Regions from separate parts of the Mus musculus genome. Here all the other regions are linked to region 1. The links are chromatin contacts, called in public Hi-C and promoter capture Hi-C maps. All regions are on one chromosome and are shown on one strand. Each heading gives the region's core, a stretch centred on a gene start, on an enhancer-like site or on the middle of the called end of the contact. The rest is flanking DNA. Distances are from core to core; before and after follow the strand shown.

What was found. Promoter capture Hi-C pulls out the DNA fragments that hold promoters and counts their contacts. Hi-C and Micro-C count contacts between places; a contact is called where the count stands out from the background.
Region 2: a promoter capture Hi-C map of cranial neural crest shows a contact between it and region 1. The contact joins the promoter of Brd1 here to the promoter of Slc38a1 in region 1.
Region 3: a contact with region 1 is called in a Hi-C map of B cells, with 6 read pairs. The contact joins the promoter of Pim3 here to the promoter of Slc38a1 in region 1.

Annotation. Positions count from the first base shown.
Region 1 is chr15:96,641,060-96,645,256 of GRCm38.p6, forward strand. Slc38a1 (solute carrier family 38, member 1) reads right to left here and starts at 1,854. Exons shown (of 16, transcript NM_001166458.1): 1 at 1,432-1,854.
Region 2 is chr15:88,731,880-88,736,076 of GRCm38.p6, forward strand. Brd1 (bromodomain containing 1) reads right to left here and starts at 2,340. Exons shown (of 13, transcript NM_001033274.3): 1 at 2,050-2,340. It overlaps Gm41377 (a long non-coding RNA gene), which reads left to right and starts at 2,242. Exons shown (of 3, transcript XR_875560.2): 1 at 2,242-4,128.
Region 3 is chr15:88,860,470-88,864,666 of GRCm38.p6, forward strand. Pim3 (proviral integration site 3) reads left to right here and starts at 1,725. Exons shown (of 6, transcript NM_145478.2): 1 at 1,725-2,283; 2 at 2,369-2,478; 3 at 2,572-2,622; 4 at 2,710-3,079; 5 at 3,847-4,023; 6 at 4,106-4,197. The coding sequence starts at 2,199. Gm33049 reads left to right here. Exons shown (of 3, transcript XM_006521646.3): 3 at 1,364-2,037. The coding sequence ends at 2,011.

The DNA of each region.
Region 1 (4,197 bases), core at 604-3,103:
CTAGCAGTGGGTCCTTTCCTCTCTTCCACGTACGACACCGTCTAAACGTCTGAGACAAGTACGCGATCCCCAAGCCAGTGTGCTTCCCACCGATGGAACAGGCTGGTGAGAACCCGGGTCCACGCCGCAGAGCGAGACACAAAGGGCTGGAGTAAGCGCCACCTTCCTCGGCCCGAGGCAGCTTGTGAAAGGCAGTTCGCGGCGTGACGCGCTTACCGCGAAATTCCTTTTGCCGCCATATGCACTCGAGTCTAGTGCGAGCACAGTTGGGCCGAAACCCAGCGGCGGGCGATGCACCGGGATCCGCGCGCTGTTCGCGAGGGTGCGGAGCAGTCCCGCACCCGGAGCCGGGCTGTCGCGGGGGTTGGGAGAGATGAAGACGGGCTACAAGAGATCTCCGCGCGTTTTCCTCCTCGCGTGGAGCGGACCAGTTTATAAGCGTTTTGCCGCAACGTTTGGGGCCAGGTGCGGGGGAGGGGAGACCAGGGCGCAAGGGTCCTGCGCAAGCAGTGGCCTTTTGTTCTCCCGCCCCACCGGACCAGGCTCTAGAGGAAGTAGCCTATCACTGGCTCTTCATTCGGGAGAGAGCCTCCAGAGAGGGAGAGGAAAGTGAGTCACTGCCAGCATCATCCCACTAACCGGAACGGAGACAGGGGCCGAGCCCGTGGAGGTGCAGCCAACGTGCACCTGTTTACCGCGCTGGGGAGCCGGTCTCCGAGGCTCCGCTGCCGGCCAGTCCCAAGATGCAGACTGATTCACTCCTCGGTGTACCTTATGCCCCTTACATCGCATGCTTGGTTCCTAATTCGCGAAAGTGACACCAGATCTGGTGGCACACTCCATCACCATAAAACCAGGTCTACAAAGTAAGGTACTGTACGCCACGGCGGTATCTGGAGTCCCTGCGTTCAGGGAAGGGCACCGGACTCCTGCCTTCTAGAAAGGCGCCGCGACGCTCTGCCCGTGTCCACGAGACATGGAGGCTGTCTGAGTTACCTCCTTCCCTTCCTGTTCAAACTCCCCTTCCCTCCAAGTCGCCGCTCCCTCTGCCCTCCAAAAGCACCTTACCTCGAGAAATAAAGGGAAAGGCGCCACCAAAGTGTCCGCCCTTCCAGGCCGTCCCCGGCAGTTAGATGTCCTTTTTTGTGTCAAGGACTAGCTAGGGAAAGGTGGCCCCAGGTCTGTAAGACTGGGCGGGGAGGATCCGCGTGGCGGGTTTCGGAGGAAGGTAAAAGGCCGGGTTACCGGCGACCTTCAGGAAGAGTGGCGTGGCCACAGCTCTCCTCCTCCTCCTCCTTTTCCACCACCACCTCCTCCTCCTCCTCCTCCTCCTCCTCCTCCTCCTCCTCCTCCTCCTCCTCCTCCTCCTCCTCCTCCCAGGGCTGGTTGCATCAGTTTCCCCCCACCCACACTCTGCCCGCCAGCACTTACATTCACACGCCCGGCGCGGAGGGGCTCCAACCTGACTCATTGGCTCCTGCGAGGCGCGTCGCCCTTTCTCTTCGGCAGTTTGGGGACGGGAGCGCGGCCTTTCAGACCATCATCCCTCCATGCCCGCGCGCCGGCGGAGTTGAGCTGTGTGCGGTAGAGCAGTGCGGGTCACATGCCGCTGGTCGCCGCGCCTTCTTGCTCCTCTTCCCCCCTGGGCTACCAGACCGCAAGGCGACCGCGGCTGGCGGACACCGAGCATCCAGGAAGGGCAGTGCGAGCGGATGCGCGAACAACGCGCTGGTGGTACCCGAGCATACGGAGGCTGCGGGCCTCCCGGCACCTGCCTGCGCCCTCCCGGGGCCTCAGCTGGGGCCACAGCTGCCGCACCCGCACCCTCGGGGTTGGAGGTGGAGCGGCTCACTCGCCCAGGCGGTGGCAGGGGGCCGTCTCTTGGGGTACGCCAGGGCCTCACCGAACGGAGTTGCATTGTGGGAAGGGAGCAGCGTGAGGGTAGCCCCGCGACCCAGGGGCGGTGGTGGACTACGGGACGCGCGGGGACACCTTTGGAAACCTGGACACCTACAGTCCCGCCCCCCCCCCCCCCAGAGCAGCTCTGGGGACCCCTTGGGACTCAGAGTGTGACAATAACCCAAGGGGTCTGCACCAATAGCCCTGCTGCCCCGGCCACGTGACTCTACCCTTGCTGGGCCTGGAAAAAGGAACAGGCTGAAAGCCATATCCGCCTCGGGTTACTTCTCCTGCCCCACTCTTTGTCTGAAGTGCAGCCCCTTAACTGACTGGCTGGCACAGTCGCTTCTCCTTAAAATGGCGACAGGAAATCCCACCTACACACCAGCCAATGAGACCACCACCACCACGGAGTCTGCCGCGTGGAAGCCTGAGTCCCTCTCATCCGGATGGCTCCTGTTTTGGGTCCGGCCGGAGATTCATCAGCCTGACCACTAATAAATTTTAACCAAGAGGATTTTATTCAGACACTGACGCCGAGATGGAATTCCGAATGTAGCACCCAGACACCTCAGCCAAGGGTTTACAAAGGCAAAGAATACAAAGCTTCAATCTGTTCTCTTGCAAGCTTGTTTACAGAAGCAGAACCAGCAGTTAAAAAAAAAACCATAATAATAATAATAATAAAGATTAACCCCTAGTAGCGCTTAACATTTGGAGGTCGAAATTTGCTTTAAGCACAGAGATTTTTAAACATAAAGTTAGCCATCAACATGTTAGCCATCACTGTTCCATCAAAACAAGAAATGGCGGTTGAATCATGATTCAAAAATGACTCTACCTGGAGCCTTTCAAGAGGCTGAGTAATGAATGCTGTTTTGCGGTGCTTACAGATTTTCAGTCTCCTCTGGGAAAGTGGGGGGCCAACCAAGATTTAAGCTTTTTAGTGGCTGGTATTCTTGCTCCCTTCCAATGGCCGTAAATGGTCGTGGTGAGTTAAACACTGGCTTCCAAAGAAACAAGTGGGAGGTGTGTTCTTGAACATGCCTGGAAACCGGAAGGTCACTGCAATCAGAAGGGCAGTTTCTTCCTCAAACACAGCATCTCCCCCCACCCCCCACCCCATTTTTTTTTTGTCCTGTTGCTCCTTCTTTGTGTGAAAAACTTATGTATTATAGTAACACTCTAAGTTTACACCGAAAGTCCATTCTTTTTACCTTTCTTCCTAGAGGAAGTCAAAATTTACGATTTTGTTACGATTATGACTGAATAAGTTACCCTGAATAGGTATATGGGCCAGTAGCAGACTCAATTAACCTGGACTAACCCCCCCCCGCCCCCGCCCCCGCCCCCGCCCATACACCTGCTGATATGAGGTCCCCAACACATATATATATAGCAGAGGACTGCCCGGTCTGGGTTCAGCCAGAGAAGATGCACCTAACCCTCAAGGGACTGGAGGGCCCAGGAGTTTAGAGGTCTGGTTGGGTGGGGGTTGGGTTCTAGGGACATCCTCGTGGAGGGGGGGTAAGGGGGGCGGTATGGGATGTGAAACTGTTGGAGGGAGAGTGGACTGAGAGGGGAATGGGGTCTGGAGTGTAAGTAAATAAATAAATAAATAAATGAAGTATTTTTAAAACTATGTTTAAAAAAAAAAGCCTGTTGAAGGTTGTGCGTCTTTTAAAAAAAGATGTACACTCATGGGTGTTGCAGAGAACATGATCCCAAGCCTTTTAGCTCAGGATGTTACTTAACTTGCCAGCTCCTGTACACAGAACGACTAGTTACTCAGGGCTGTTCGAGCTGAATGAAATAGGAACCCAGCTCGTCCTACTCACTAGCTTCTCGGCTACACGCTTTCTATGCTTCTCGGCTACGCACTCTCGCTGTTTTCACATTTAATCCTCTTCACTTTAGTTGGGTATTAACTGTCCTTTCTGAAACGAGAAAGCAGATCCACAGAGGAGGGAACATTGACCGTATCGGCAGAGGAGGGGACGGATTCCCACTCGAGTCTGATTTAAAAGTCCATGGGCAGTCTTTAGAAGCACAGACCACCCCAGACATGGGTTCTCCACCCCTTCCCAGGGATTTTTAGTTGACATTTGCCACCGAGGGGACAAATGCATCCGTGGCCCTCCGCTTCATAGAAAGACTGTTAGAGAGACATCCTGAGAGTATGGCAGAGGCAGGGTTTAAGAAGTGCCTGGTAGCTCCCTTCTGAAGTCCTTCCAGTAGGTCAGCCGTAAACCCAACCTCGGTAGTCTTCTTGGGATCTTTAGATGATGCCATGAAGAT
Region 2 (4,197 bases), core at 1,090-3,589, 7.9 Mb before region 1:
GTTGAAATATCAGGATAGTCCAGAGGAAGGGCGAGAGAGAGAGAGAGAGAGAGAGAGAGAGAGAGAGAGAGAACGCGCGCACCAGAGCCTGAACTCACAACTCATAGTTATCTTACTAGTCTTTGGGAAAAGCCCTCAAAGAGCAGACTTCATGTTTTAAGTCCCAAAAGGAAATCTCTACAATGCATTTTTAAAGACAGACTTTACAAGCTGCAGAAAGCCACATTCTATACTATCTCTCTATGAACAAGAAGAATATGAAGACACTGTAGTCAGCCAGACCCCAATGCACCTGCTTCTGAGGCACTTCCAGGTGCCTACTCAACACTGGATTCTCAGGAAACTGTCAAAGCAACCCTAGCCTGCCCTAGGCCTCTAGTGGCATCCCTAAGTCGAGATAGGTGCAAATCCAGGTGTCAGCACCATATCCTTCCCAAAAAGAACCACGGGCAGAAGCAACAGCTCCCAGATTAAAGACAAACATGTAATTTTCTCCTCTCCAGTAAAGTACTGTAGCCAGCCTGTCAAATCCCACATTCTTCTAGTGAGCACTGAAGGACTGTCTTTAAACCACTTTTCTACAAGAACTGAACCTAATACTTAATGGCCACAGCTACTCTGTAATTTGAAAAGGTAGTTGTGACCAGGGGAAAGCGGACATGTAACAGTACTGCCCGGCACAGTGACCAACAATCTCATCTACTTCCTCATTTTCATATACCCAGCACTTTACCCCTCTGGCTCTATGCAGGAACAAGCATCTCTCCACGGAGGAATCAGCAAAGGCAACAAGCATGCTTCTCCAGAAATCACTGGGCTAAACGCATCCTAAAAAGCTTTGCCGGCAAAACGAGGGGAAAGACTCCATGCTCAAAATCAGCTCCGTTCATTTCCGGCCCGGTTTGCGGACAAGCCATTTAAACTCTTCCTAGCTTCCACCCCTCACCGTAAAAGCACACAGGAAAGAGACACACCTTACTCTAAGGTGACCATCCGGAGAGAAAAACACAGACTCAGGACAGTGCACGCGACCCAACAAGTGATAAAACAGTAACTAAGTAATAGGGAAATTCTGTAACTACTTGTTACCAGATGACAGATACTCTAAAACAGTCGCAGCTGGGTGAAGTGAATGTCCTCCATGAAGGGGGGCCGTTTCCTAGGTGTGTGTAAGTGTGTCACAACTGCAGGGCACCATGAGGAGCTGCGTTTTCTGCAAATTAAGCGCACAGGAAAGTTGCTTCTCTCCTAAAGGCCCAAGAAAGCCGCGCACGCGCGCTCGTTTCTCGGCGTTTCCTGCACTCATCCACGGAGTTGTGGCGGAGCTGCGGGCTTGCTCCGGAGATACCAGGCCCCGCTCCACTTAGGAAATCTTCCGAGCCCGTCCCTCTTCAAGGGAGTTTCCTGTCTTGGCAAAATAGATCGGACCGATCTGTTACATAATGCGACCCGCTCCGCACCGCCAAGGCTACGGGCGAGGACGTGGGCAGACGCCACGAGACCCCAGGCCTTCCGCCTCCTCCGCTGTCCGACGCCCGGCCCCTCGGCCGCCCCAGCCGCCCAGACAGCCGAGCTGCCCAGAGCCCGCCCGCCCGGCCCGGCGGCCTCCCCGCCTACTGAGCCCTGCCGATCGCTCCATTCTCTTGGCCGCGCCTCCCGCGCCGCGGCGGCCTCCTTCTACTCCTCTGTCTCCCCGACCCCGCCGCGGCCTCCGTGTCCCTCTCCGCCCCCACCCGGCTGCGGCCTCCGCCTCCGCGATCTCGCCGCGGCCTCGCCTCCCGAACCCGGCCTCTTGGGCGAGCCGCCGGCACCGATCTCCGGCGTCCCCGGCCGCGCCGGCTCACGGCGGCGCACGTCCGCCCGGCCTTCTCGGTCCCTCCGGCTCCCGCGCCCGCCAGGCCTCACGGCCTCGGGGCCTCGCCGCCCCGACTCTCCGGCCTCCCCGCCCGCGGACAATGCGGAGCCGCCGCTGCCGCCTCCAAACATGGCGCCTGCACCTCCGCCCCGGCCGGCGAGGCGGGCGGCGAACGGCGACCGTCAGACACTCACCTTCGGGGGCGCCGCGGCCGCGGGAGCCCGGCGGGCGGGCGGGCGCGGAGGCCGGCGCGGCCGAGGCGGCGCTAATGGCGCCGCGGCTCCTCCGCCAACGGCCGCGCAGCCGTGCCCCGCCGGGCTCCGGGGCGCGCTCGGCCAGCGGCTCCGGGCCCGCAGGGCGCCGCGGCTCGGGCGGGGTCGGCGGCGCCGGCACGGCCGGCTGAGGCCGGCTCGGGGCCCGGCCGGGCGGAGGACGCGGACGCGGAGCTGCTCGGACGCCTGCCGAGGCGCTGCTCGCTCCCCAGCGAAGCAAACAATGCGGCGAGCGCTCCGCCCGGCGCGCTGCGTGCGAGACGCGCCCCGCCCGCCGCCGCCACGACGCGCGCCGCGCCAAGCCGGGATAAGGGGGCGGGGCGGGACGCGAAGGAGAGAGTGGGGTGACCAGGAAGGGTGTTAGGGTGGGGATCCGGATGGGGGAGGAGTGCTACAAAAGTGGGGTGACTAGGAGGAGAATTCTGGGGGAGACAGGCTAGGGTTCCTGAGGATGAAGGACTGCTGCTGTAAGAGAAGGGTAACCAGATGAATGGTGTTTACTATGGGGTCAATGGCACTGAGTAGAGCAAGAATGCTGACCCTAGAGAGCCAGGTGGAGTTTCCTGAGAGTGCTTGCTTTCCAAGGGAGTGGTATTTTGAGAGAATCAAGAGATGCATCCTAAGGGGGGGAAGTGGGGTTCTGATAGTGTCTGGTGACCAGCGTGGTTCACGGAGGATGAGTTAGGAGGGAATGGAAATGAGGGCCGTGATGGAGGGGATCACCAAACAAGGGTGGATTTATTTGAGGAATAAATGGCTAGGACTGGGGAACCCTAAGGTGGCACTAGAAAGGCATTAACAAGGGCACGAGGTCAGTGGTTGGGTAGAGGAGGGTATGGAAAGGACTTGAGGATGACTAGTGACTGGGACAAGTAGTAGCAATCTCAAACTATGGGCAGCCAGGTCTGGGGGCATGCCTCCAACTCAGGCTTTCCTCTTCTTTTCTTTCTTTCTGTCTGTCTGTCTACCTTTCTTACTTACTTTGGTGGTGGTGGTTTGATTGTTTGGTTGCCTGATTTTTGGTTTTGTTGTTTTGAGACAGACTCTCACTATGTAATTCTGACTGTAACTCACTATGTAGTCAGAGATCGGCCTCCCTAAAGGCATGGCCCACCACCCATGACTTAGGCCTTCCTCTTATAAGCATTGTACTCATAGAAGTATTTAAGCATTGACATCCCTACCAAGGAGCTGGTAACACTTACAGCAGTGGTTCTCAACAGTCCTATTGCTGCTGATCAATGCTGTGATGGCCTCCAGCCATCAAATTCTTTCACTTCTACTTTATAACTATAATTTTCAATACTGTTATGAATGTAAATATCTGATATGCAGGACCAAAAGGGTTGTGACCCACAGGCTGAGAACCTCTGCTGTAAAAGGCTTGAAGATTTTGAAATCAGGGCCCTTTGGGTTGGTGCTTAGGGACACTGGTCTTACTCTCCAGCTTGTTCCGTCTACTTTGTCCTTAGTTTAAAAGTTAGTGGCTTCTAGAGAATTTTCATTATGAGACTCATCTGTAAGTATTTTGAAATGGGGGTGAAGACTGGGTAGTTCTTTGGTTGCCTTGGAAGGCTTATGACAGGTGTCATGGTGATGAAGCACTAGTCATGTGCCTGTGACATTAGCCTGGACCTCTCAGGTAAACAGAAGAGCTTTTCATTCGTGAGCAGAGCTGCTCTCCTCCCCGCCCATGACAGGCAGGGCAGGCTCACAGCTCAGGATGTGGCACCAAACAGTTATTGGGACAAGGCAGACTTGCTCATCTGTGCCTTGCAGCTTTTGGCTGGCCACTACTCTTATCCCACTGTAGCCAAACTATGGGCTGGAAAATAGTCATTTTGTTGTTGTTTGTTTTGTTTTTCAATACAAGGCCCCTCAGTATATCCCTGAACTTCCTCTGTGGAGCAGACTGGCCTTGAACTCAAGAGATTTACCTGCCTCTGCCTCCAGAGTCCTGGGATTAAAGGCAATTGCCCTGCTGAAAAATAGTCTTTAAGGGTAAGTTAATTCTGGAGCCACTCCCGAGCAAGGCCTCCTGTTTAGCTAGTACTTTCTTCATGCACACCA
Region 3 (4,197 bases), core at 475-2,974, 7.8 Mb before region 1:
ATGATCTGGAATGAACCCGCTTAGAAATTCACTTGGGAACCAGGTGGTGGTGGAACACATCTTTAATCCCAGCACTAAGGAGGGAAAGGCTGGTGGATCACTGAGTTCAAGGTCAGCCTGGTCTACAGAGCAAGTTCCAGGACAACACAAAGAAACCCTGTCTTAAAAAACAAACAAACAGGAGAGAAAAAAAAAAAGAAAAGAAAATCACTTGGGAGCCGGTTGGTGCTGGTACACACTTTTAATCCCAGAACTGGGGAGGCAGAGGCAGGAGGATCTCTATGGGTTTGAGGCCAGCCTGGTCACATGCTGGGTGAGGGTCTCTAGGGAGACACCAGGGAACCCCAGCCATTCTTCACCATTGAATTTACTACCCACCTAGACAGTTCTCAAGGATCCCTCCCTCCCTCTCCCGAAAGACTGGGGTCCAATACAACCAGATTGTCCTGGCCAGGAGGAGCACAGGCCCTGTTGGGTTCTTAGCTGGTCCTTTGAAAGCACCCACAGGCAGACAACCCCCGCCCCTCCCCCACACCTGAGCAGGTACCCTGTAAACCCTGCTGATAGCTGGTATGGAAAGCTTTGTTCTTGGCAGATGTGGTCAGCTCCTGGAAAGCATGTTAGGAGACAGCCAGACAGAGCTCCAAGAACCTGAGACCTATTCCGAGGGCCTGAGTGTGTCCAGACTGTTGAGGGTCTAGGCCACAAAGACAGAAAGGGGGTGAGGAAACCAGGTGGGCCCCAAATAGTGTCAAGGCAGTAGGCGCCTCAGAAAGGTTCCAGAGAGAGAAAGTGTGGATTGCGGTGTTAGTGGAGGAACATGGATAAGCCAGTGGGAAGCCAGGCTCCAGATCCCCCAAGTAGTAGCAGTTCAGGAACGACAGTTGAATCGTTTAGACATCAAACTGAAGTCCAGGGAGCAATGGCTCTCAACTCATTCTCACCCAGCTATGACAGATGACAACTCCAAGTCCTGGGTTGCTCTTGGGTCAGTGACTTAGCCAGGGGTCAACAACAGTTGAGTCTAATTTCACTGGTGTCTTAAGGTATAGGTAAAAAGGACACAGGGAGACTGCTGTAGGCTGTGTCTACTTGAGCTGCTCAGGACGGAACTATGGGCATAATAGTCATCAACAAAGGACCTTTGGTAGTTGTGAGCAGCTAAAGGGACACTTTGTCAGATGGCCTTAGAGCAGAGGGACAAGTTCCCAGGAGGGAGGATCTAGGGTTTAGGAGGCTCTCATAAGTACCCAGCTAGGAGCATGAGATCTGAGCCTAGCTGATGGGCGAACACTCAAGGTGTGCTCCAGGGAGCTGAGGCTGGGTTGAGAGGTCTGAGGGCAATGCTTTCTCTGTCGCCCAGCCACGTGCGCATCGTGGCGCGCGAGCAGCGGGTGACGCACACAGAGCTAGTGTCAGCGTAGGCCTCAGGGCCGCACGACTGTCCTCCCGGACTTCCGCTTCTCAGAGGGGGCCGACTCCTCGCACACCCCCAGCCACAAACGCCCACGAAGAACGAGGGAACAACACGCGTAACTCGCGGAGCCGGAGAGTGACCTTCCTCAGCGCGGCCTGGGGGGCGAGGCTCGGAAGGCCCCGCCCTACGCTGCCATTGGCTGAGTCCCCGTGTCCTTTCAAAACCTCGATTTTCATTGGCTTATGCGGCCCCGCCCGCGCTGCCGGAGACATAAGGGGGCCGCCGCCCGCGCGCGAGCTGCGCGTGCGCAGGGCGGGTGAGAGCGCCGTGAAAGCCGCGGAACGCCGTGCACCTCCGCGACTCTACTACGGCAAGCTAGTCCGGACGGGTCGTCGTCCCCGCGCGCCACCAGCCCTTGGTGAAACGACAGGGAGCGTCCGGCTTCCCCAGCACCGCCCTGCGAGACTCAAAACAGCCACACCGCAAAGCGAGCCTCGGGCGGAAGGAGGCGGAGCTTCAGGCGGCCCCGCCTCCGCGGAAGGATACACATCTCCGTGGTCCAAAACCCCGGGGCGAGGCGGCCGGGGCGTGTGAGCTGCTCGGCCAGCTGCCGTCTACGCGCTTTCGCGCGGCCACCGGGCAACTGCGCCGCGCGGCTGCCCCGCTGAGCGCTCGGCCTCGGGGCCGTGGGATCCGCCGCGCTGTCTGCGGTCAGGAAGACCGCCCTCCCGCGTCCTTGCCGGACGGGTCAGAGGCGGCACCGCACGCGAGGCCACCCGCGATGCTGCTGTCCAAGTTCGGCTCCCTGGCGCACCTCTGCGGGCCTGGCGGCGTGGACCACCTCCCAGTGAAGATCCTACAGCCAGGTATGTGTGGGGACCAGGGAGGGGGCCTGGGCGGGGGCCGGGGGGTGGCTTTGGGTCATCATCAACCCGATTGTTTGTCCCACAGCCAAGGCTGACAAGGAGAGCTTCGAGAAGGTGTACCAGGTGGGCGCCGTGCTGGGCAGCGGCGGCTTCGGCACGGTCTACGCGGGCAGCCGCATCGCCGACGGACTCCCGGTGAGTCGTGGCTCCGGGCGCACCCGCGTGGACGATCGCCACGCTCGGCCGCCCGTCTGACCGCTCGCGTGTCGCCCCCTCTTTTCCCCGCAGGTGGCTGTGAAGCACGTGGTGAAGGAGCGGGTGACCGAGTGGGGCAGTCTCGTAAGTATGCGGGTGCGGGGCGTGCGGGTGCGGGGCATGCGGGTGTGGGTTGCCTTGGCTTTGTCCGATGACCGCCTTGTCCCCCAGGGCGGAGTGGCCGTGCCCCTGGAGGTGGTGCTGCTGCGCAAGGTGGGCGCGGCGGGCGGCGCGCGCGGCGTCATCCGCTTGCTGGACTGGTTCGAGCGGCCCGACGGCTTCTTGTTGGTGCTGGAGCGACCCGAGCCGGCACAGGACCTCTTCGACTTCATCACTGAACGAGGCGCCCTGGACGAGCCGCTGGCGCGTCGCTTCTTCGCGCAGGTGCTTGCCGCTGTGCGGCACTGCCACAATTGTGGGGTCGTGCACCGCGACATCAAGGACGAGAACCTGCTGGTGGACCTGCGCTCGGGAGAGCTGAAGCTCATCGACTTCGGCTCGGGCGCGGTGCTCAAGGACACGGTCTACACTGACTTTGATGGTGAGCAGGTGGTGCGGCGTTCCGGCGACTGTTAGGCGGCCACGCGCCACGCCTGGCTTACGGGAGGGGTGGGGGGGACTGGGGACACCGGGGTAGCCCTCTGCGGTGTGAGGGCGCAGGGTCTGGGGACGGTGGGTGGCAGCCAGGGAGACCCGCGATACGCGCGTGACGCAGGGCCCCCGCCAGCCGCCTCGGCGCCGTGGCCCCTCCCTGTGCCGGGGAGGGCGCTCGCGGGCCTCCCTTGCGTGCGTGCGTGCGTGCGGAGCGCGGGGGCGCCGCAGTAGAAATCCCCGCATTGCGGAGCGCGGGGAAGCCGGGGCTCCCCCACTCCTCTCCTCCCTCCTCCCATCTCTCCCGCCCCTCCTCTTTCTAAGCTCCTCTCCTCCCCTTTCCGAGCCTTGCAGAGCTGAGCAAGGCGAGCCGGGGCGGGAGGAGCTAGAACACCAGGCCTGGTTCCCAGTGGCTTACGTTGTATCTGTTTGTTGTGAAACTGGAGCCGGAGCTCATGTGACGCGCTCCTGCCTTGGGGCCTGTTAGGGGTGGGCCTTCACCTCCCCTTCACTCCTGTTCCTCCCCTGCCCTCCATGTCCCTCCTTTCCTGAGTCCCGCCTGCAGCTGTGTTGGGGTTTTTCCAGGGTGATGACAAGCAAGATTCTCAGAGGCCCCATGGAGGCTGGCTGAGAGCTAATGAAGGCCCGTTGTTCAGTGTGTTCACCCCCCAGTGTGTATATATCCTGATGTGTACCTAATCCCGATTCTTCCCTCAGGCACCCGTGTGTACAGCCCCCCAGAGTGGATCCGATATCACCGATATCACGGGCGGTCTGCCACTGTGTGGTCTCTGGGTGTACTGCTCTACGACATGGTGTGTGGGGACATTCCCTTTGAGCAGGATGAGGAGATCTTGCGCGGCAGGCTCTTTTTCCGGAGGAGGGTCTCCCCAGGTGTGTTGTAGAAGCTGGCTGGGGCCGTGTTGGGGGCAGGGCAGTGTTGCAGCAGGACTCTGACCCCCTGTTCTCTCTGCAGAGTGCCAGCAGCTTATTGAGTGGTGTCTCTCCCTGAGGCCCTCAGAGAGGCCCTCCCTGGACCAAATTGCTGCCCACCCCTGGATGCTGGGG